7 separate regions of the Mus musculus genome follow, and all the other regions are linked to region 1. A link is a contact called in public HiChIP or PLAC-seq and promoter capture Hi-C data. All regions are on one chromosome and are shown on one strand. The core of a region is the stretch at or near the end of the contact, and the rest is flanking DNA. Distances in the headings are between cores, read along the strand shown.

Region 1 (2,700 bases), core at 118-2,617:
GCTACCAACTAGCTACTCTGCCCGCTTCATCCTGCTCTGGCCTCTCATGGCTTGGCCTGACCCTGAGGAACAGCTCCAACAGGGCCGCACCTCCCTCAGGGCCACTGCAGAAGAACCTGGAAAGATGACACAGTTCCCAAACACAGCCACTGCGGTCTCATGGGGGGATGAGGGAATGAGGGATGGTGACAGGCTGAGGCCAACAGTCCTCCAGGCTGGGGCCATAGTCACATTCCTCCTTTTGGGTAAATAAACACACCCTCTGACCAAAGGCCCAGGACAGAGTGAGTAAACCTTGCTGACCCCTTCCCAGAAGGAGCCACCAGACCTAGGTGATGTTGGGTAACCAGAATTGCAGCCCAGACAGAAGGTCTCTGTGCTGAGCGTTAGTGGGGCTGAGTGGCTCATTTGGTGGCTGCAGGGACTGTGCATTCTAAGAACAGCTGAGTCCCACTACAGGAACGGCCAAGACTTACATCCCAGGCTGGGCAGTGTCCAAGAGCCAGTCAGCACCTGCCTTGGCGGTGCACACCAAGCACTTTGGGGCCATCCCAACACTGGCTAGCTATCAAAGGTTGCTTTTGGCCCTGCGCTTGAGATGATAGGGCCGAGCAGGGGGCACAGAATACTGAGATGGACATTTACAGGCAGCCAAGGCTGTGCTTAATCCCATGTGGCAGAAGAGCACATAAACCCCCAAGCATGATGCTGTGTCCAGGATAGAATGGCTACAGGAGATCCAGAGCCCTTCACTCTGCCCACCCGCCACATGCCCTCCACCCAGCTTGGAAGATTCAAGGCTCAAGTAAGTGGAGACCCTTTATTCACGTTCATAAACCTTTTAAAGGTACAACTTCAAGCTGGAGAAACTGAGGGCGCACAGCCCAGGCTAGGGCCAGGGAGAGCACTTCAGCAGGTCCTCAGGACAGAGCTAGAAACTGGAAATAGCTACCTCCAGTGAAAAAAGGATGAAGGTAGGGACATCGGAGGACTCTCAAGATCAGCAGCCTACAGCAGGGCTCCCGTGTGGGAGGCAGAGCTGGACCAGAGGTGGTGGAGAACCTGACCAACTCGTGAGTCCACCAGATGGCCAGCGTAGGGGAGAGATAAGGAACGTGCTAGGGAGCCTGGGCGGGAACTGACAGTGAGGTCGGAGGCAAAAGGGCCATTCCCAGCAGGTCTCTAGAGAGTCCCGGAATGTCCCATTCCTTTTCATCTCTCCGCCCCCGCAGAGATGCCAGACCCGGGTGGGCAGGGCTTCCTTGGAGACCCCACCCCGCCCCGCCCCGGGCAGCACCGCCCCCCACGTGGCCGCCGCCGGGTGGGGCCGCACCTCCCCTTCCTCCCTCCAGCCCCGCCCGGCCCGCGAGCGCGGTTAGACTGTGCGGAAAGCAGCCGCGAGGCCGCCGCCCGCAGCCCCAGACGCTCCGGCGCCGGGACACAGCACTCTGCACCATCTCTCGGCTGTACCCCCACCCGGTAAGTCCGCGGCTTCGGGCTAGCCTGGAACGCAGAGGGAAACCGAGTCTGGGGGCAGTGAGGGAAATGGTTGGGGTTGAGGAGCGGACTGCCGCGTGTGCACCAAGGTGGCCAAGAACCTGGTCCCGCGCTCTTGGCCCTCGACTACGGGCTGATATGGAGATGATGCTCACTGCTCATAGGGTGTTTGCTCCGGGTCGGACTGGAGGAGTTCCCCCACCTTGCGGCTACCACATCCTGACCATGAATCAGCCACAGTTGAGAAAATAAACTTCAACTGGAGGTCCGCCTCCGGGATAGCACAGGGCGAGCTTGCGGCCCCGCCCTGACAGCTAGCTTCTAAAGATGCCCGCCGCCGGTGGGCTAAGGCAGACCTGAGAGAGTGACACAGCTCTGTTTCTTGTGGCTACCCCTGTCTACCCTCCTCCTGGGCAAGGACGCTGGGAATGAAGGTGATCTTAGCAGAAAGCCCAACTATGCTTTGGTGGACTCCCTAGAGGACTATGGGATGGAGAGCCGTCTATGGGCCCGTGTGTCCCGTCTTCTAACCGCTCAGTGCCCGGTGGCACACGGTGACAGGTTGGACACACCAGGAGTCAGCGGCAAAAATGACCCTGCTCCTTCCTGCCTTGGGCTCCAGGTCAGTGCACCCACTCTAAAGCTTGCACGCCCGGGTCGAAGCCAGAGTTGGGAAGTCCCTCCTTACCCGTCCTCTCTGGGCCTCAATTCCTTCTCTAAACTTGAAGGGTGAGGAGAGTGTCTCAGACTGTATCCCTTCAGGGTGTCACCCAGGGCAGGGGGCATTTGGGAAGCAGACACTGTAACCCCTAGAGCAAAAAAAAAAAAAAAAAAAAAAAAAAGGTGTTTGTTCCAAGGCTGGAGACTAAGGCTTCTCCCTGTCCCAACCCATTGGTTGGGGAGCAGCTGTGCAAGTTGACCTAGCTGGGGGTCCCCCTAGGACCAGGTAGGAGTTGCCCTGCCTGGCTCTGCCTTCCTACCTTTTCCTGGCGGTCTCTAAGCTTCCCTCCCTGGTACCCAAGCAGGCTGTTGGCAAGGGTTCTGCTCCTGAGGGGTTAACCTCCAGCTGAGGCCCCTCATTTTGTGGGGGTGCTGATGGCTGTCTAGCTAATTGCACCCATCTCGCTGTGCTGAGACCTGAAAGCACCTACCTTAAATAGACTCGTTCACCTTCTACCAAAGTGCACTTGTTACAGGGGAAAG
Region 2 (2,700 bases), core at 140-2,639, 680 kb before region 1:
CTGTCAAGGACACAATATGAAGAGGTACCAGAACAATTATTTGACCCCAGCTCTTCTGACGCCCACTTAGTGCTCTTTCCATTACAAGGCAATCGTTTAAAAACATGCTTAGCATTCAACAAGCCTAACACCAAAGGATTTAAGGATCAAGTAGGTTAAATCTTAAAACTCCACCAACACCAGGGGTTGGAATCAGTTCAAAAGGAGGGAGAAGAGATTATCAAGAAACAGGAAATTATTTGAAGGGGTGGTGGTTTGTAAACTAATGAGCTTGGGTGCAGCATAGCAGAACGACAGTATTCAAGTAAAAATGCAGAGACATATTTCCCCTCTGAAACGTGATCTTTCCACGTAGGCTTCAATTTTTTTTTTCTGTGGATCTGGGATATATAAACTCAGTGATAGAAACACTGGCCTAGTCCTGCAAAGCCCAGGTTTGACCCCCAGCACTTCTAAAACAAGCGAACAAAAAAAAAAAAATAGATTGTGTGTTATTTTATTAGTCTGAGATTTTTTTACTCAATAGACACTCTAAAAACAACACGCCCAACTGGGTACAATCTATGTCACGTTTTTTCCCATTAATTACGACGTATACACTTCACAAAAAGCCTATTTAAAAAAGGAGAGAATTCAGCATCCACTGCTGCTTGTACCGCACGCAGGTAAAGGAAAAGGCAAAGAAGGTGGCAACCCCCAAAACGAAGGTCTTCCTGGCCAAAAGCATCCTTAAGAGCAGGACAAAGGCTCGAGTGACACACAACCGGCTCAACCTTAAGGACATAGGGACATCACGCCAGGTGGAGCAAATGTACCCACGGAGAAGCCTCGGCAAGGGGATTCCTAAGATGGCTCTCTGAATCCACGCACGGCATGCGTTCCTCCCAGTGCAGGGGAAACACATATTCCGAGCGTGCGAACACCGCACCCGGGTGCCCTCGCCGAGGAAATCGAGGCACCGGTCGCTGGCCGGGAGGGGCCGTACACGCCGCAGCCCCGCGCAGCCCGCAGCCCTGCGGAGGCCGCTCGCCCTGTCGGCGACCCCGCCCACGCTCGCTCTCTCGCCCGCCCGCTGACAGCCGCCGCCCCCACCTGCCCCTGCGCTCGCTCGCCCTGCACGCCCGCCCGCCGCTTCCTCCCTGCCGGGCCCGCCTCGCGCGGGGGCCGGGGAACGAGGCGCCGCCGCCCGCACCCACCGGCATCATCGCGGCGCCGTCCGCCGCGCCCGCGCCGCCTGACAGGACGCCGCTCCGGCCGCCTCACAGGCCTCGCACCCGCTGCGGCGCCCTGCGGCCCGGCTGCGGCGAGGCGGCAGCTGCGGAGAGCCGCGCAGCCCTCGCTCGTCCTGTCGCGCCGCCCCGCGTGCCGCGTCGCCGTCCCTCAGCCGCCGCCACCGCCTCTGCCGAAGCCGGCCGCCTTCCGCCACCCACTCGGCTCACCCCGCAGGCTGCGGAGGCCCCGCCCCACGCGTCGCTCCCCCACCCGCCTACGCCACCTATGATTGGTCCGGTGGGGGTAGGCGGGATAAGAGGGCGGGGCTTCTCCGCCGCGGCCAGGTGAGAGCGCGCTCGTGCGCGTCTGCGCTCTCGGCGGCGGGGGAGGGGCGCGCTGCGGACGCCGACCCCGCCCCTCCTCCTGCATACCAGCAAAGGGGGCGTTGGGGCGCCCAGGGACCTCCGAACCTTGTGTCTGCGAGACTTCGGCTCAGGGTCACCTCGGACGAATAGGAAGCAAAGGACAGAGAGGAAAGGGCGGCTGGGTCCGGCCCACAGTCGCGACCGGTGGAGACTCGAACCTCTCAGGTCCGAGAGGCCAGTGGCGAGCTGGCCACAGACCAACTCTGACCGTAACATATACCCTAGGTGTCCAGCGCTATGCGAGGCTACAGGCCGGATCCTATCAGGCGGGCACAGGGTGTCCCCGATGTGTCTGCATCAGCCGATTGCATACCGCTCAGTGTCCCGGGCCCCAGAGACCTGGGACTCTGCCCCCGCTTCCACCGCGGGCTGAGCCATTGAAGCCTTCCTGGACAGGACATACAGGCTCTCAGCCTCAGCCCTTCACACGATCCATCCCAAGACCGAAGGACCCATCCCCACCTGTGTCAGTATCCTTGGAGATCCAGCTGGAACGTCCCAGGGCAGAGTCCAATCTGTACCTTCAGGGTCCAGGTCTGTCCTTAGAATGCTGTCTCCTGTGTCATTTTTCCCTCCAACTAGGGAGCCTGAGTGACAGAGGGTAGAGCAGGCCCCAGAGCAGACCCTCAGCAGAGGCTGCCGGGTGGGCAGGCACCCTTTCTGAGTACTCCACATTGTGCCATTTGCCTGAACTCTGACAGATGAGACACAACGGCTGATGAGCTGCACCGGGCTTAAACTTCCATGAGATTCCAGAAACATGAAGACAGCTGGATGACCCCAAACACAGAAAGGGTAGATCACCTTGGGAAGTACCCAACCCCTGGAGAGGGCAGCAGATGTTGATCAGGGGCAGTTTATAGCCTGTCTGGTTCTCTGAGTGGCGGGAGGCTGCTGCTAAGTCGGGGCAGAGAGAGGGAGGAGGCCAGAGTTACACCAGCCCCCTTATGGGCAGCCACACCTGAGCTTAAGAGGCCATGGGGGTTAGTGATTGAGAGCGTGGACTTTCCAGTTGAACAGACTTGGTTCCACACCACTGCTGACACACCCTCGCTGTGTGATC
Region 3 (2,700 bases), core at 124-2,623, 860 kb before region 1:
TCTTTTTTTTTTTTTTAAAGACTTCTTTTTTTAAAAAATATTTATTTATTATATGTAAGTACACTGTAGCTGTCCTCAGACACTCCAGAAGAGGGAGTCAGATCTCGTTACGGATGGTTGTGAGCCACCATGTGGTTGCTGGGATTTGAACTCCGGACGAGCAGTCGGGTGCTCTTACCCACTGAGCCATCTCACCAGCCCTCTGTCAGAACTCTTGATCAGTAGAGATCAAAGGCCACAGGAGAGCCATGCAGGGACCAGCAAGGAGCCTGAACTGCAGGGTGAGTCACCCTCCCAAGCAGAACATGCAGAGCATTACAAAACACCATTGTGTACACACACACACACACACACACACACACACACACACATCTGTGTGAGCACTCAAGAAAGCAAGCTCTGGTCTCTTCTGTATGTACGGCTCGTGTGGAAAAGCTTCCCTGCCCGGTGCCAAAGGTAGTCAAAGGTGAGCACACAAAGGGACACTCGGGCTTGCTGCTGGTGGCATCACTCGGGAGGCAGAGGCAGGTGAGCTATGAGTGTGAAGCCAGCCTGGTCTACAGAGTGAGTTCCAGGACAGCCAGCGCTGCCCTGAGAAACTCTGTCTTGGAAAACAAAACAAAAAGAACACTCAGAAACAGTGATGTAAGTATTTCCCTGGTGGCCACACAGGGCTAGACACTCGTCATCCCTCATCAACCCTGACTGCTAACGCCACCGGTCAGCAAAAGCTGTGGGATTGGATGGTGACAGATGAGGGTGCCACACCCGAGGCCTAACTAAGCATGTCCTCATCGGTGGCCCAGGGTGCTGCCGGAGGAAGGACAGCCACGCCTGCAGCTGTTCAGGAGACTGACGTGGGCTGAAGTGTGGTCGGGCTTCCAAATTGAAGCACCAGCTCATAGGAAAAGTAAGGGCTGTGTATATGTGGGGCAGGCACGAGAACCTGAGCGCCTGCCTGCCCAGTCCTGAGCTCTTGTGACAGGTGTCTCATGGAGATGGGATAGGTGTGTCTGGGCCAGCTCATCATCCTGACAGATTAGTGGGTTTTGTTTGTGAAAGGATCTCACTATGTGGTTCTGGCTGTTCAGAAACTCACTGTGTAGCCCAGGCTAGCCTCAAACTCACAGAGGTTCTGTCTACCTTCACTTCCCAAGTGCTCAGATTAGAAGTGTAGGCCACCATATGGTTGGCCTGATAAATCTGAATTTTTTTTTTTTTTTGAGATTTTAGTTTTTTTGTTCTGCCTGGTACTGCAATTAAGATGCAACTCGAGATTTGCATTAAAATGCAGCAGTGACAGGGCTGGCTGTGGCCAGAGCGGCAAGGTCTCCGAGAACGTGGGCGGCATTGGAGGCTGGATGCGCTTCGAAGGGAGCAGTCTGCGGCTGCGGCTGCGGCTGCGCTGTGTTGCTTTGACCCAGTTAGGCGCTCAGCCACGTGAGCTCACGGACACAGCGCACGGCTGCCCCCTGCAGGCTGTGTGTGCGCAGGCTCTGTGAGGCTGCCTCCGCTCGGAAACAGGGAGGCTTTGCTGGCTTCCTTTGCTGGTTTCTCTGCTTGACTGTCCAGATCATCTGCCTCACAAGAGCAGTGGGGCTCTTCTTGCCTGAGTCACACGGGGTGGCCTCTTGCTCCCCCAGAGCCTTCCTGTTTACTTAGGGTTCTGCTTGACAGCAGGTTGTGAGTTATAAAGTTCTCAGGAAGGTAGATGGAGTTTGTGGACCTACACTGTGGCTGACTTGTGCTGTCACCTCCTTAGGGCTCTGGCTCCTCTCTTACCTTCTGTGCTGAGATCCAAGGGTCAGTGAATCCAGCCCTAGCAGAAGTGCTCAGGGCCTGGAACGGCTGGTGGCTTTGGGGCAGCAGGGGCTTGCACCCAGGATCTGAGATGTGCCTTTCCTCTATGCAGTAAGCCCTCCACACTTCACCTCACCGTTAGGCTCAGTGGGTGGGCCCAGTGGGTGGGCTTCCACTTACGACGTGTAGGCAGCAGCCTGTGTATTTTCTCTGTCCAGATTCTGCCAGGGTGTGTATGAGAGCATCAGAGACCCAGGAGAAGGAGAACGTTGTGACAGTCAGCTTCCTTCTGTGGGATACTTTGTCTCATACAAATTAGACCCAAGCAGAGCCCCACCCCAATCCCAGGTCCCTGGAAAGCCTGGTAGGCTGTTCCATGGCGCTACTCATCACTGCCTGTCTAGGATGCTGCTGGATCCTCAGAGCATCCTAGGAATCTGCTAATACAGGCCAGGGGAAGATTAGAGCTCTCTATACTTAGGGAAACTCTCTCTCTCTCTATGTGTGTGTGTGTGTGTGTGTGTGTGTGTGTGTGTGTATTCTGCTGGGGTGGAAGTAGGGAGTCAGGTGACTGTGGCACCTCCAGGAAAGCTGCTGATCAGGCCTGACACTGCAGTTGACTGGGGTCCTCTCTTTCTCTGTAGAGACTGGTACAAGCGTAATTTTGCCATCACTTTCTTCATGGGGAAGGTGGTCCTGGAGAGGATGTGGAGCAAGCTAAGGCAAAAGAAGACAAGCAGTTAGGAGGAGCCCACCAGAACTTGACCCACAGCACCGGAACCTGACCCACAGCTCCAGGTTCTGTTTATGAGGCCCTGGACACTAAGCGAGCACAGTCCCTTGGGCCGTGCTTGCCTGGCTCAGGCTCCTCAGTACGCTGTATGCTGAGGCTGTATTTTG
Region 4 (2,700 bases), core at 41-2,540, 770 kb before region 1:
TTGAACCTGGTCAGAGAACAACAGAAGAGGCAGCTCCACCGTACCAGAAAGCACAGAGAAAGTCTCCCGAAAGGGGCCCGGAGGGGACAGCACCAGGCCAGTGTGAGGAAAGGCGTGTCCTACAGTACACTGCAATGGGTTCAAATGACAGTGCCAAGAGGCACTAAGGATGGGGTGGAGTGGCTCAGGAGCCAAGTTTGAGGAGGCCGAGGACGTGAGATCTGGTGCTGGGCAGGTTTGGTGGGCTGCCAGTAATCCCAGGGCTCAGAAGGCAGAGACAAGTTCCTCAGAGCAGGCCGACAGGCTGAATCTGTGGACTTTGGGTTCGTAGGGCAAGTGATGGAGGAATATATGTCAGACATCTGCCTTCCACACACGCACACACATCAGTACGGATGCAAACGGACATACACGTATGTACATACAACACACACACATACACCACACCACACAGGGCAGGAGGGAAGGGAGAACATGCTTTCAGACACAAAGCTCTGGCACCAGAACTCAAAGGTCCCCCAAGCCATCGCTACAGCGTCCAGTGGTGAACCAGAGCAATCACAGGGCTTGGTGGAGACTGGACAGAGGACATAGTCAGGGGCGGGTTCTATCTGTGCACCCGCAAATGCCAAGGCCTTGAGGCAGCTAACCTTGCTTTACAAAGTGCCACTGAGCAACTTCTACTTCAACACTGAGAACCTGTGTCTCAGACAAAAGCACAGAGCTCCATGCTCCACTTGGCCGCCTGCCTTCCGGAGAAGTAGGGTTACACCAGCTCATCCCTCCAACTGGGCTAGAGTGTGTCCAATTGTGTCAGAGAGAGAGCAAAGCTCCTGGGTAGCTGATTTGGCCAATTACCCAAAGAAGCTAGAGGGTGAGGCGCGCGCGGTGGCTCACACCTGTATCAGTGCGAGGAAGGCTGAGGCAGGACTGCTGAATCCAAGGCCAGCCTAGGCTACACGCACAATGTGACTCGTCCTTACGAACACCACAAGAAAAACAAAAGTCACAGATCAAATCTGCAGCGAGTGGTCACGCTGTGGCTGGCCTGGGACTCTAGTGCGGAAAGCAGGTCCCGCGCTCAGTTCGATTCCTTCAAACCCCGCTACGGGCTTGAAGGGGTGCCCCGCTGGGGAAGCTCGTTCTTGAGTCCCGACCTGGGGCGCTCGAAACCCACAGTGTCCTCTGTCCTCTCCCGCCACCCCATGTTCGGCCACTCGCGATCAGCTAACTCACCTCCCGGATCAGCGACCCCGCAAGTCTCCCGCGCGCTCCGCCCGCTCCTGAAGCCCCGCCCATCTCAATCTTCTCTTCCAATGAGAGGCCAGAGTCCGAGTCTGCTCCACCCAGAAGAAACGAAGAGGCGCCTACGTGGCTGACTAATTGGCCAATCCGAAGTCACACTCTCCCTAGAGGGGCGAGGGTGCCCCTCCGGTCTTCACCGCCGATTGGTGGCCAGCCGTAGGGGCGGGATCCTTGCACGGATTGGAGAAGGGCGACTCTGGGGCGGATACTACTCTCCGATTGGTTCATATTACGAGCTCTGGCTGCGGATTGGGCTTCGGAGCTGTCATCGTGTCTGCGGGCGGGGCGGGGTGGCGCCTTGTGTGGGCTCAGCGCGGGCGGTGGCGTGAGGGGCTCAGGCGGAGACATGTCCTCGGGGGTGGCCGCGCGTCGCGACGCCAAGAAGCTTGTGCGCTCGCCAAGTGGCCTGCGCATGGTGCCGGAGCACCGCGCCTTCGGAAGCCCTTTCGGCTTGGAGGAGCCGCAGTGGGTTCCGGACAAGGAGGTGCGTCCTAGCCCCCGGGTCCCCAACCCGAGCCGGGGCGTCTCCCGCCTCCGTCCTAGGGACGCTCGGCCGCGGCTCCCCTCCGGGCGTTCCCGCTGTCCCTTCTGCGCTGTGGGGCGTTTTCCATTCCTTGGCGGTCATTGGCTGCGCGGTGCGGAGCCCCGGGGAGGCCCGAGGGGGAGCGGTGGAGCGGCTCACCCGTGAGCCGTGCGCGAGTTTGGGGCTGGAGTGTGTCCGTGGGGCGAGGGTGAGGGAGTCCGCCTCCACCTGCCCACGGAGGAACGGTGCCAAAGGGTTTGCAATCTTCGAAGTTCTAAACTCTGCAAAGCTTGGCCACTTGGGAGAAAATAGGAGCAATTCACGCATTCCATGCGATTTTATTTCAAAGCAAATTAAATATCTTTAAAAGACACCAACGAAAGTACTGGCGACTTTGATAAACTTTGAAACAACTTTTCTTCATTTATTCATGTGTGTATGTGCCTTTGTCCCCAATGTCACAGCGCTGGTGTGTAGATCAGAGGATAATTTGTAGAAGAGAGTTTTCTTAAACCATCTGGGTCCCAGGGACGGAATTCAGGTCTCAGGTGTGGCGGCACGTGCCTTTACTTGGTGAGCTATCTTAATGGCTCGTGTAAATTCATCCATGTTTCTGTTTCTCTCCCTCCTTCCCTTTCTCCCTCTCCTTCCCTTCCTCCCCTCTCCCCCTCCCACCTCCCCGTCCTTGGCCTAGCACTCATAAGATCTGCCTTCAGAGTGCTAGGCATGCACTACCACACGCCTCTACCACACACTGTTGCTATGTTGTCCTCGAACTCCTCCTCCCTCAGCCTCTTGAGTTAAAGATGTGCTTCACCACACCTGGCCTCCTCCCAAATTTTTTAAGTTAGAGTCCCTGCTTGGAATTCTAA
Region 5 (2,700 bases), core at 26-2,525, 880 kb before region 1:
CAAAATACACAAAAGGTTTCGTCAAAGGTGTAAAAGGTTGCTTGAGGAAAGGGAAGATGTGACATGTCAACTCCCTCTCCTGAAAACAGCTGGACAGGAACAAAACAAAGCAAGCTCACCGGTGTGCTGGTGTATCCCTACAATCCTAGCGTCGGGGATACAGAGGAAAGGGAACTACGAATTCAAGATCACCATGGGCTACTTGGTGACCCTAAGAATTCAAAGCAAAACGGAAATAGGGGAACACGGTAGGGATTTGAACGACAGACAGAAGGTCCTCATGATCCAGCCTGGGTGGATGTCTAGGCCTATGAATTCTGTCTTAAACCATGAGAGCGAGCTGCGTACACTGCCATTCTAGTCAACCCACCAGGTTAGCAACACAATTTCCTTAGATCCCCCCCCCCCCCATCCTAATCTACTCTCTGGAACCAGTTTGGAAGTTAACAGTAGCTCTTCCACACTCACAGGAGCACCATTCGTCCAGACAGCTAGCTAACTTTCTACTTTTCTGAAAGAGGAGCTACGAAACTTCCAAATCCTCACCCTGACTTCAAATACCCGCCGCCCAAACCTGCCGACTGCGATTAACTCGGTCACTCGCCTCCCGGTATGTGCGCTTAGAGCATTTCCCACGCTCTCAGGTTTCTGTCAAACAGCTCACTTCTGGCGGGCAGGCCACAGAACTCAGTCCCCGGGAGGGTCCAAGCCCGGCCCTCGCAGAGCTTTTACCCCGGGAGGTCTGGGCGGCGGCGGTCTTGGCTGCCGCGGGGGGCTGCGAGGTGGGAGATCGGCCCTTCACGGGGAGCGGCACCGCAGCGGTGCCCCCAGCGGCATCCCCCCTCGCCCTTCCCGGCTAGGTCTGACCCGGGCAGCCGGTGAAGGGGCCGGCGGAGGCGGCGGCAGCTACTGGCCGCGGCGGCCGCTCCCGGGTCTCGGCCCGGCCGGACGCGCCGCCGCCTGACCTCACAATGGGCGCGCGGCGGGCGCGGGCCTGCGCAGCGAGGGCGGCGGAGCGCCCGAGGCCGGGAGAACGGAGCTCGCGCCCTCGCCCCACGCTCACCTGGGCCGCACGCGCCATCGCGCCCCGCCACCTACACTTCCGCAGCGTTGTCGCCGTCCTCGCAGAGCGGGCCCGTCAGCAGTGAGCCCGGGGAAAACTTGTCCTCTCCTCGTCCCGCGCGGGCCCCGCCGCCCGGCGTCCGTCCCAGGGAATGCGCACGGTCGGCCTCGCCGCGCGTCGGCTCGGGCTTTGCGACGCCGCCGTAACGCCAACCTTTCCACTGTCGCGATCCTGCCGTACGCGCGGGCCATGGCGGCTTTGCGGCCCGGAAGCAGAGCGCTTCGCCGGCTTCTCTGCCGGTCCTTCTCCGGCGGCGGCGGCGTTAGGTTGGCCCGTGAGCGCCCTACGGATCACAGGGATGCGGCGTCCAGCCGGGTAAGCGGGACGCCGGGGGCGCTGGCAGGGAGGAAGGCCGCCGAGCAAACCCACGCCGCCTGCACCTCTCCGACGGACTGATGATCACTGCCCGGGATCCGCTGTGGAGAGCGCGAGCCTTGCTTATCCCCGAGTTAATTCCCATTTGTATTAACACAGCTCTTGAAGGGTGTTCTTTCTCATTTTCGCATCGTTAAGATTAGTGTTCGACTTAAAGCCGTGGCTGACTTCATCATCCCACTTCTGTAGACTTCGCATTGTTTGTAAACGTGCACGCGATGTCAGAGATCCACAGTGCAGGTCTGCAGCAAGAATGGGCGTGAAGCCTTTTTCAAAAAAACAATTGCTGGGCTGGAGAGATGGTTCAGCTGTTAGGAACACCGAAGACAGTAACAATGCACTCACATATATAAAACTAAATAAAGCTTTTTTTTTTTAGTCAGTTGCACTTCTTTTTTTTTTTTTTTTAAGATTTATTTATTTATTATATGTAAGTACACTGTAGCTGCCTTCAGACACTCCAGAAAAGGGAGTTCACATCTCGTTACGGATGGCTGTGAACTACCATGTGGTTGCTGGGATTTGAACTCTGGACCTTCCAAAGAGCAGTCAGGTGCCCTTACCCACTGAGCCATCTCACCAGCCCTCAGTTGCACTTCTTTGCAACAGAATGCTTTGCTTAAGGAAGGCCTAGGTTGCCAGGCGTGGTGGCCCACGCCTTAATCCCAGCACTCGGGAGGCAGAGGCAGGCAGATTTCTGAGTTTGAGGCTAGCCTGGTCTACAGAGTGAGTTCCAGGACAGGGCTACACAGAGAAACCCTGTCTCGGGAAAAAAAAAAAAAGGCCTAGGTTTAGAGTCTATCAGTCATATGAAAACGCTAAGGCTGGAGGTAAAACATTAATCAGTGGCTACTAACACTTCAATGACCACTAAGCTAGTGATAGAGACTAGAGAGCTTGGTTTAAGCAATAATGAAGAGAGGGAAGGAGGGATGAGGAGAGAGAAGAGAGATGGAGAAAATTAAGAATTGCAAAATGTGCTTGCTGTGAAAATTTTCATCTCTGCTATGCTGTGTCTCCTTGCACACTTTTAGCTTTGAAGTTCTGACTACTCCAGTTTAGATTTGTTGCCTTAGGACCCTGGCCTCTGGCTCAGTTTCCTGGCACAAGAAAAAAAACAAGCCTTCACTTCTGTCTTTAGAAAATATAACTCTAGTCCTTGGGCAGAAAAGATGAAACAGGTGCCTGAACATGCTTTGGGA
Region 6 (2,700 bases), core at 119-2,618, 910 kb before region 1:
TGGGCATAACAGATGACTAGTTCTGAGAAGATGGACTGTAGAAGAGGTACACAGGAAGAACTGAGAAGCCAGCAGTGGGCAAGTGGAACCAAGCCCCCCCCCCCCCCCCCGTTGAACTCATAGGTTGGGTGGGGATGTAATCAGGCCTGGTCTCCATGCCACCGAGAAGCTGAGGAAGAGGAACCTCCCAGGAGAAGTGAAAAGTCTAACTCTCCAGAGGGGCAATTAGGATGTGTATTGGGCTGTGCACCACCAAGGGAATGAAGTACCCTGTTAGAACAGGGGTTGTGGGGGCAGGGAGGATGGGATAAGGAGTTTCTGAAGGGAAGTCCTGGAAAGGGGAAAACATTTGAAATGTAAATAAATTATTCAATAAAGACGAAAAAAAGAAAGAAAAGGGTTGTGGGGCTGTGGATATGGCTGGGATGTCTCAGCTGAAGACATGGGCGACCAAGAAAAACCCTCACTGTCTGTCCTTCCAGGGCTATCATACTAAGGTCAATCAGGGCAGAAATTTGAGGAGGTCTGAAGTCAGGCACCTGAGTTTCTAGGGCAAGGACATCACAGGTTGGCCTAGCCTGGCCCCAGAGGATCCCTATAGGCTGGCGGGATTCTAGAAAAGGCAGGCTGGGTCAAAGTCTCTTCATGGAGAGTGCAGCCTTAAGCTGGTCACTGCTGCTGGTTCTGCATAGCTAACGTTTCCTTCTCTTCTTTTCTACCAGCTGAGGTGTGCAGGAAGGCTCTCCACTCTCTCTGCCCCATGCCTGCCTACTCCCCTCTCCACTGCACACCCGGAGGAAGAATCTTCCTTCACTTCATAGGCTCTCAAGATGCCAGGGATCCTGGAAAGGGACGCTTTGTGCCCTCCCCCTCAGGCAGGACCTGGCCTAGGGCCACTTTTGCAGAATACTCCAGACTAACTCTACTCCTTTTACTCGGCCCAGCCCTAGCCAAAGTCTTTGAGCTAACCCTCATCCCTTTGCCTGCGTTTCCACTTTATGGCATTTATTCTGGAGCCCAGACAGGGTGTTTCAGAGCTGTTTGCAATGACAAAAATGTCCTGGTGGGCCATAGTAGGGAGGTCCTGGGGTTACATAGTTGTCAAAGTGCTCTTTAGGGTCATGCGTATCCCGCGGGCAGACACTTCGTGCACCGGGCAGCCCTAAAAGGCCGCGCGCGGACAGGCCGCGGGCGAGCAGGGGACTTTTATTTCGCACAGCGCTCGGATCTCTTAGGCAACGTGCAAGCCTGCACAGAAGAACACAGCCGAAGAGACGCCAGCCAGAAAAGGTCCTCTGGGAGCACGCAAAGGACAGCGCGGCGACTCCCAGAGAGCCCTGCGTTGGTTTGACGTCATCAAAAAGCACCGGAAGTGCTACGGCCGCCGTGGAGCCACGTGTGGAGCCGGGAGCCGGTTTATGCTGCGTGAGTTTCCGAGCTGGGAGCGGCGCTCCGGGCTTGCTGGCAGGTCCCGTGCTGTTCGGCGGGAGGCCAGCCTTCCCTGCCGTCGGGAGCCCTCCGTGGAGACTCTGGGCAAGGGGCTACGGGGATTCCGGGCTCGGAGGTGGCTTCTCTCCCCTGCTGTGCACGCTATCAGAGGCTGCCGCCTTCACACTAGGGGATTCTGGTTCTTCATGTGTGGGAATCCTTGGGCTCCTGTCGCTGTGCACTCTCTTGTGTACTCCGAGAATAGAGACCTCCAGAAGGGCTCCATATGTTAGGCTAGAGTGCAGCTCTGTTGGGTTGGCTAAGCAAGTCCGCTAACCCTGCTCAGAACCCAGGCCCCACAGACCTCTCTGTCCAGACCACAGATCTTCATCCTGCCTCCTGGTCCTCTGACCTCACGTCCACACACCACTTCTCCAGGTCCCTGACCCTTGGCAAACGTTAACACCATGAGTTTCGTGGCATACGAGGAGCTGATCAAGGAAGGCGACACAGCCATCCTGTCACTGGGGCACGGCTCGATGGTAGCAGTGCGTGTGCAGCGTGGGGCACAGACCCAGACCCGGCATGGCGTCCTGAGGCACTCGGTGGACCTCATTGGCCGCCCATTTGGCTCCAAGGTGATTTGCAGCAGAGGCGGCTGGGTGTATGTGCTGCACCCCACTCCTGAGCTCTGGACAGTGAACCTGCCCCACCGCACGCAGATCCTCTACTCCACCGACATTGCCTTGATCACCATGATGCTGGAGCTGCGTCCCGGTTCTGTGGTCTGTGAATCAGGTGAGCTCCTCTGGTATGAGCTCAGATAAGACGGTTTGCAGCCGATCCTTCCTGCAGTTGTGCGCTGAACTACTTGGTTCTTCTAGCTTTTATTTAGCAACTCCGCTTGCAAGGGAGGGTGTGGCTGCAGGGAGTGAAGCCAGAAGCAGTACTAGCTGCTGTCATCGAAATGGCAGCTGATGGGAGCTAACCTGGGTTGGAGAAGAAAGAGGAGGAGGTGCCCTATGAGGTCGGAGCTGGGATTGCTTGATGCTGGCCAAGGTGCTGACTGCTTTTTTTCTAGGCCAGCTGCCCCTTCCTGGAGGGAGGCTGGATACTCCAGAGCTCATTGCAGAGAGAAGTCTGTCCCACACTTACAGCCAGGCCCTTCCCTAGTTCCATCGAAGATTAGCACTGTCACTGATACGAGGCCAGGTGGTAGCTAGAAGGGTCTGAGCTAGCTGTCTCTCACATGCCCACCCTTAGGTACTGAGG
Region 7 (2,700 bases), core at 39-2,538, 830 kb before region 1:
GGTCTTTCCTCCTCCCCAACACAGCAGGGGTGCTCCTGTCTCAAGATTTAATGGAGTGTTCTACGCTGGTTCCGTGGTCCTGTTCTTTCCTGTGTGTGTCAGCACAATTTTCTGACCTTGGAGTTTGGGTCATGTGCCACTCCCTCACCACTCTGCCTGCAATTTTACTGTTTTCAACAAGTCAGATTCTGTTTGAGCTTGTTTTTTCTCATTGGAATGGGAGCTGGCCAGCAGACACCATCTGCCACTTTATGTACCTGGGTCTTCCTGTGAGAACCTTGGGAACTTAGTGGATATCAGTTGAAGGGGCAAAAGAACGAGATGATAAAGCTTGAACAAAGCAATGGCAGGGACAGATGAAACAAAAAAGCCCTTTGCTTGCTGAAGAAGTGTGTGCATATACAGGACTCGGAGGGGCAGTGATTGACCCATGGGAAAGAAATGGGCTCCCGCTTAGCCTACTCTTTTCTTTCCAACACCACCTGGGCAGGGGCCGTCATATGCTTTGTTCAGATGTATGGCAGTGGCTGAAGAGCCGGCGACACCCAACATCCAAGCAGCAGTTTGTGTGCTGGGGCAAGTGAAGCCTGCAGTAAAGACTGAACCCACAGCCTCTCCTTAGGCCAACATGGGCTGCTGCGCTCCCCACGGGAGCTGCCCCTTTATTGGCCAGCCTTTGAATTTTCTAGGAGGTCAAAGTAACTGGATCTGCTTGTTAAGATCAAAAGCACCTGCCTCCCTGATGTTGGTAGGTATAAGTGCAGGGTGGAGGACCGCAGCAGGTTCTGGGCAATACCATCAGAAGAGGGAAGCGTTTCCCAAGGTGGGGAGGCTGTGGGCATTCGCAACCCCTCCCCGTTAGTAATACAACCGCGCCATTCTGGAAACGTCTAAAGGCACCTGGAGGGTTCCCAAGCCGGTGGCAGGCAAGCTCGGCCTTGCCACTGACTCAGCGTCCCCTCCAACCCGCTGCTGAGTCAGGCCTGCAGTTGGGGTGCCAGGCGGCTGTGCGAGGCTCAGGAGCAACCTGAGCTGGCAAGCCTGCCCTTTGGGCCAGGCTGGAGGTCGAGCGAGAGCTGCGGCCAGGAGCGAGCCGCAGAGGGTGGGTCCTGGCCGCCTGGCGATCTTCCCGTCCTCCACGGGTGGAGGCGCGGCGAGGGAAGCCTCCCGGTCTGAGGCCACCACACACAGATTAGAGAGGCTCCTGGAGAGCTCCGGGCTGCGGACCCCAGCCTCAGTTTCCCCTGAGCCCCGCCCGGCGGCGCGAGGGCGGGTGACGTCACGGCGCACAGCATTGTGGGGCGGGCGCGGCGCCGGCGACGCCATTTTCGGCGGCGGAGGGTGGCGCGAGGCTGCGGAGCGCGGGTCAGGGTGAGGATGCTGCGGGGCGGCTGCGGAGGCGCCGCTTGCTGCTGAGGCGGCTGGGCTCTGCGCGGCCTCGGCCTGTGACAGCGCGACGAGCGCGACTCTCCCGATCGGACGGTGAGTGCGCGGCCTGGTCCCCGCCCCGCCCCGGGCTCCGCGCGGCTGGTGCGCAGTGCTCCAGACGCGGCCGCGACCCCTTCCCGCCTGCATCCTCCGGGCTGAGGCTTCTGGACCTTTCCGTCCACCGCCGCATCTGCACCCGGCCCTTCCAGGCTGCGATTTTGCTCCTCCGCCCGAACCCAGTCCCCTCCCTGGCCTTTCCATCCCTGTCTGCACCCTGGGGTTCCCTCTCCTCTCCGCTCCGTCCGCGCCCCTCCGTGCTCCGGTCTCTTGTCACCTCTGCCTGCGCGCCAGTAGTCTGCGGTCCTTGTCCTCTCTCAGCCTGTGCACATCCAGCAGGGGTTTCTGTCCTTTCTCCGCCTGCGCCTTTCTAGGCTCGGGTCTCTTGTCACCTCTCTGCGCTCCTCCAATCTGCGGTCCTTGTCCCTGTCTACCTGCGCCCCTGCTTTGGGTCCCTTCCCTGTCACTGGCTGCGCCCCTCCTGGCTGGGGTCTTTGTCGTCATCTCTCTGCCTGTACATCCAGGCTGAGGCTCTTCTCCCTTCCCTTCCTGTTCTGGTTCGGGTCCTGTCCTATCTCTGCCTGTCCCTCTCTGAGTTGAGGTCCTTGTCCCTTCTTCGTCCGTGACCCTCTAGGTTTGGGGCTCAGCTCTCTCTGCCTGCACTCTAGACTTCTGTTCCTGCCCCTTCTCTTCCACTCCCCTCCTGTGTCCCTCAGGCTTCTGTCCCATCTGTGTTCAGGGCCCCGCCCTGACTCGGGCCTCGGGGCGGGGGCGGCCTTCCAATGGCAGCTGTGGGCTTAAGGGACCCAAAGCCTGTCTGCTGAGGTCCTGAAGAGGTGGTGGTGGTGGTAGTGTGTGTGTTGGGGGTCAGCCGACTGGCTTTGTCTCAGGCCTCCCCGCCCTTCTAGCCCCCACCTCTCCCCGGCACCGCCCTGGGTGGCGTGCTGTCATGCTGTGGTCCATGGCCAGTGGCCAGCCAGTCTCTTTCTTTCAGTGGCCGGGTGTGGAATCTCCCTGTGACCTGAATGTGCCCGGCCTGGAGTGCTTTTCCTTGTTACATGTGGAGCCCCCTTCCCGTAAAAAAAAATTAAGGTGTTAATAAAGTAATATTAATATGTGACCGAGTGGATGGCATTATAATGAAGTTTGCAGGCCGTTTCCAGCTGTGTTGTGTTGGAATTGCTACTACCTGCTACTGTTATGTTATTGGTGATC

The links. Promoter capture Hi-C pulls out the DNA fragments that hold promoters and counts their contacts. HiChIP or PLAC-seq counts read pairs in DNA pulled down with a chosen protein or histone mark. Capture Hi-C pulls out chosen DNA fragments and counts their contacts.
Region 2: a contact with region 1 is called in a promoter capture Hi-C map of neural stem cells. The contact joins the promoter of Ppp1r13b here to the promoter of Inf2 in region 1. A contact is called at or near these places in 3 of 39 promoter capture datasets (cranial neural crest, embryonic stem cells and neural stem cells), 1 of 484 Hi-C or Micro-C datasets (embryonic stem cells), 3 of 115 datasets of contacts at active chromatin or transcription factors (embryonic stem cells, memory CD8 T cells and pancreatic cancer cells) and 1 of 9 other capture datasets (adipose tissue).
Region 3: a FOXA1 HiChIP or PLAC-seq map of pancreatic cancer cells shows a contact between it and region 1. The contact joins the enhancer-like site here to the promoter of Inf2 in region 1. A contact is called at or near these places in 2 of 39 promoter capture datasets (cranial neural crest and maxillary cranial neural crest) and 3 of 115 datasets of contacts at active chromatin or transcription factors (embryonic stem cells, epiblast stem cells and pancreatic cancer cells).
Region 4: a contact with region 1 is called in a promoter capture Hi-C map of adipose tissue. The contact joins the promoter of Xrcc3 here to the promoter of Inf2 in region 1. A contact is called at or near these places in 7 of 39 promoter capture datasets (cranial neural crest, embryonic stem cells, hippocampal neurons and 2 more), 2 of 484 Hi-C or Micro-C datasets (muscle stem cells and stem cell-derived neural progenitor cells), 4 of 115 datasets of contacts at active chromatin or transcription factors (bone marrow-derived macrophages, embryonic stem cells, epiblast stem cells and 1 more) and 1 of 9 other capture datasets (adipose tissue).
Region 5: a contact with region 1 is called in a promoter capture Hi-C map of hippocampal neurons, with 4 times the contacts expected there. The contact joins the promoter of Bag5 here to the promoter of Inf2 in region 1. A contact is called at or near these places in 2 of 39 promoter capture datasets (cranial neural crest and hippocampal neurons) and 3 of 115 datasets of contacts at active chromatin or transcription factors (embryonic stem cells, epiblast stem cells and pancreatic cancer cells).
Region 6: a contact with region 1 is called in a promoter capture Hi-C map of pre-B cells, with 2.5 times the contacts expected there. The contact joins the promoter of Trmt61a here to the promoter of Inf2 in region 1. A contact is called at or near these places in 4 of 39 promoter capture datasets (embryonic stem cells, hippocampal neurons, liver and 1 more) and 3 of 115 datasets of contacts at active chromatin or transcription factors (epiblast stem cells, microglia and pancreatic cancer cells).
Region 7: a promoter capture Hi-C map of hippocampal neurons shows a contact between it and region 1, with 6 times the contacts expected there. The contact joins the promoter of Klc1 here to the promoter of Inf2 in region 1. A contact is called at or near these places in 2 of 39 promoter capture datasets (hippocampal neurons and liver), 4 of 115 datasets of contacts at active chromatin or transcription factors (embryonic stem cells, large pre-B cells and pancreatic cancer cells) and 1 of 9 other capture datasets (embryonic stem cells).

The regions. Positions count from the first base shown.
Region 1 is chr12:112,587,417-112,590,116 of GRCm38.p6, forward strand. It overlaps Inf2 (inverted formin, FH2 and WH2 domain containing), which reads left to right and starts at 1,368. Exons shown (of 23, transcript NM_198411.2): 1 at 1,368-1,479.
Region 2 is chr12:111,906,666-111,909,365 of GRCm38.p6, forward strand. Ppp1r13b (protein phosphatase 1, regulatory subunit 13B) reads right to left here and starts at 1,390. Exons shown (of 17, transcript NM_011625.1): 1 at 1,197-1,390. The coding sequence starts at 1,205.
Region 3 is chr12:111,731,223-111,733,922 of GRCm38.p6, forward strand. It overlaps Coa8 (cytochrome c oxidase assembly factor 8), which reads left to right. Exons shown (of 5, transcript NM_026511.2): 5 at 2,445-2,700. The coding sequence ends at 2,544. Among named protein-coding and RNA genes, the nearest start is that of Coa8, 19 kb to the left of the region's middle. Within about 2 kb of position 1,374, at least 88 of the 459 cell types and tissues checked have an H3K27ac peak or open chromatin away from gene starts, as enhancers often do. A contact at or near this core is called in pancreatic cancer cells, where this site is marked.
Region 4 is chr12:111,812,589-111,815,288 of GRCm38.p6, forward strand. It overlaps Xrcc3 (X-ray repair complementing defective repair in Chinese hamster cells 3), which reads right to left and starts at 1,291. Exons shown (of 8, transcript NM_028875.3): 1 at 1,237-1,291. Zfyve21 (zinc finger, FYVE domain containing 21) reads left to right here and starts at 1,582. Exons shown (of 7, transcript NM_026752.4): 1 at 1,582-1,789. The coding sequence starts at 1,652.
Region 5 is chr12:111,711,981-111,714,680 of GRCm38.p6, forward strand. It overlaps Bag5 (BCL2-associated athanogene 5), which reads right to left and starts at 1,276. Exons shown (of 2, transcript NM_027404.2): 1 at 1,064-1,276. Coa8 (cytochrome c oxidase assembly factor 8) reads left to right here and starts at 1,289. Exons shown (of 5, transcript NM_026511.2): 1 at 1,289-1,438. The coding sequence starts at 1,313.
Region 6 is chr12:111,676,737-111,679,436 of GRCm38.p6, forward strand. It overlaps Trmt61a (tRNA methyltransferase 61A), which reads left to right and starts at 1,369. Exons shown (of 4, transcript NM_001099793.1): 1 at 1,369-1,425; 2 at 1,867-2,226. The coding sequence starts at 1,896.
Region 7 is chr12:111,757,561-111,760,260 of GRCm38.p6, forward strand. It overlaps Klc1 (kinesin light chain 1), which reads left to right and starts at 1,289. Exons shown (of 16, transcript NM_001025360.2): 1 at 1,289-1,482.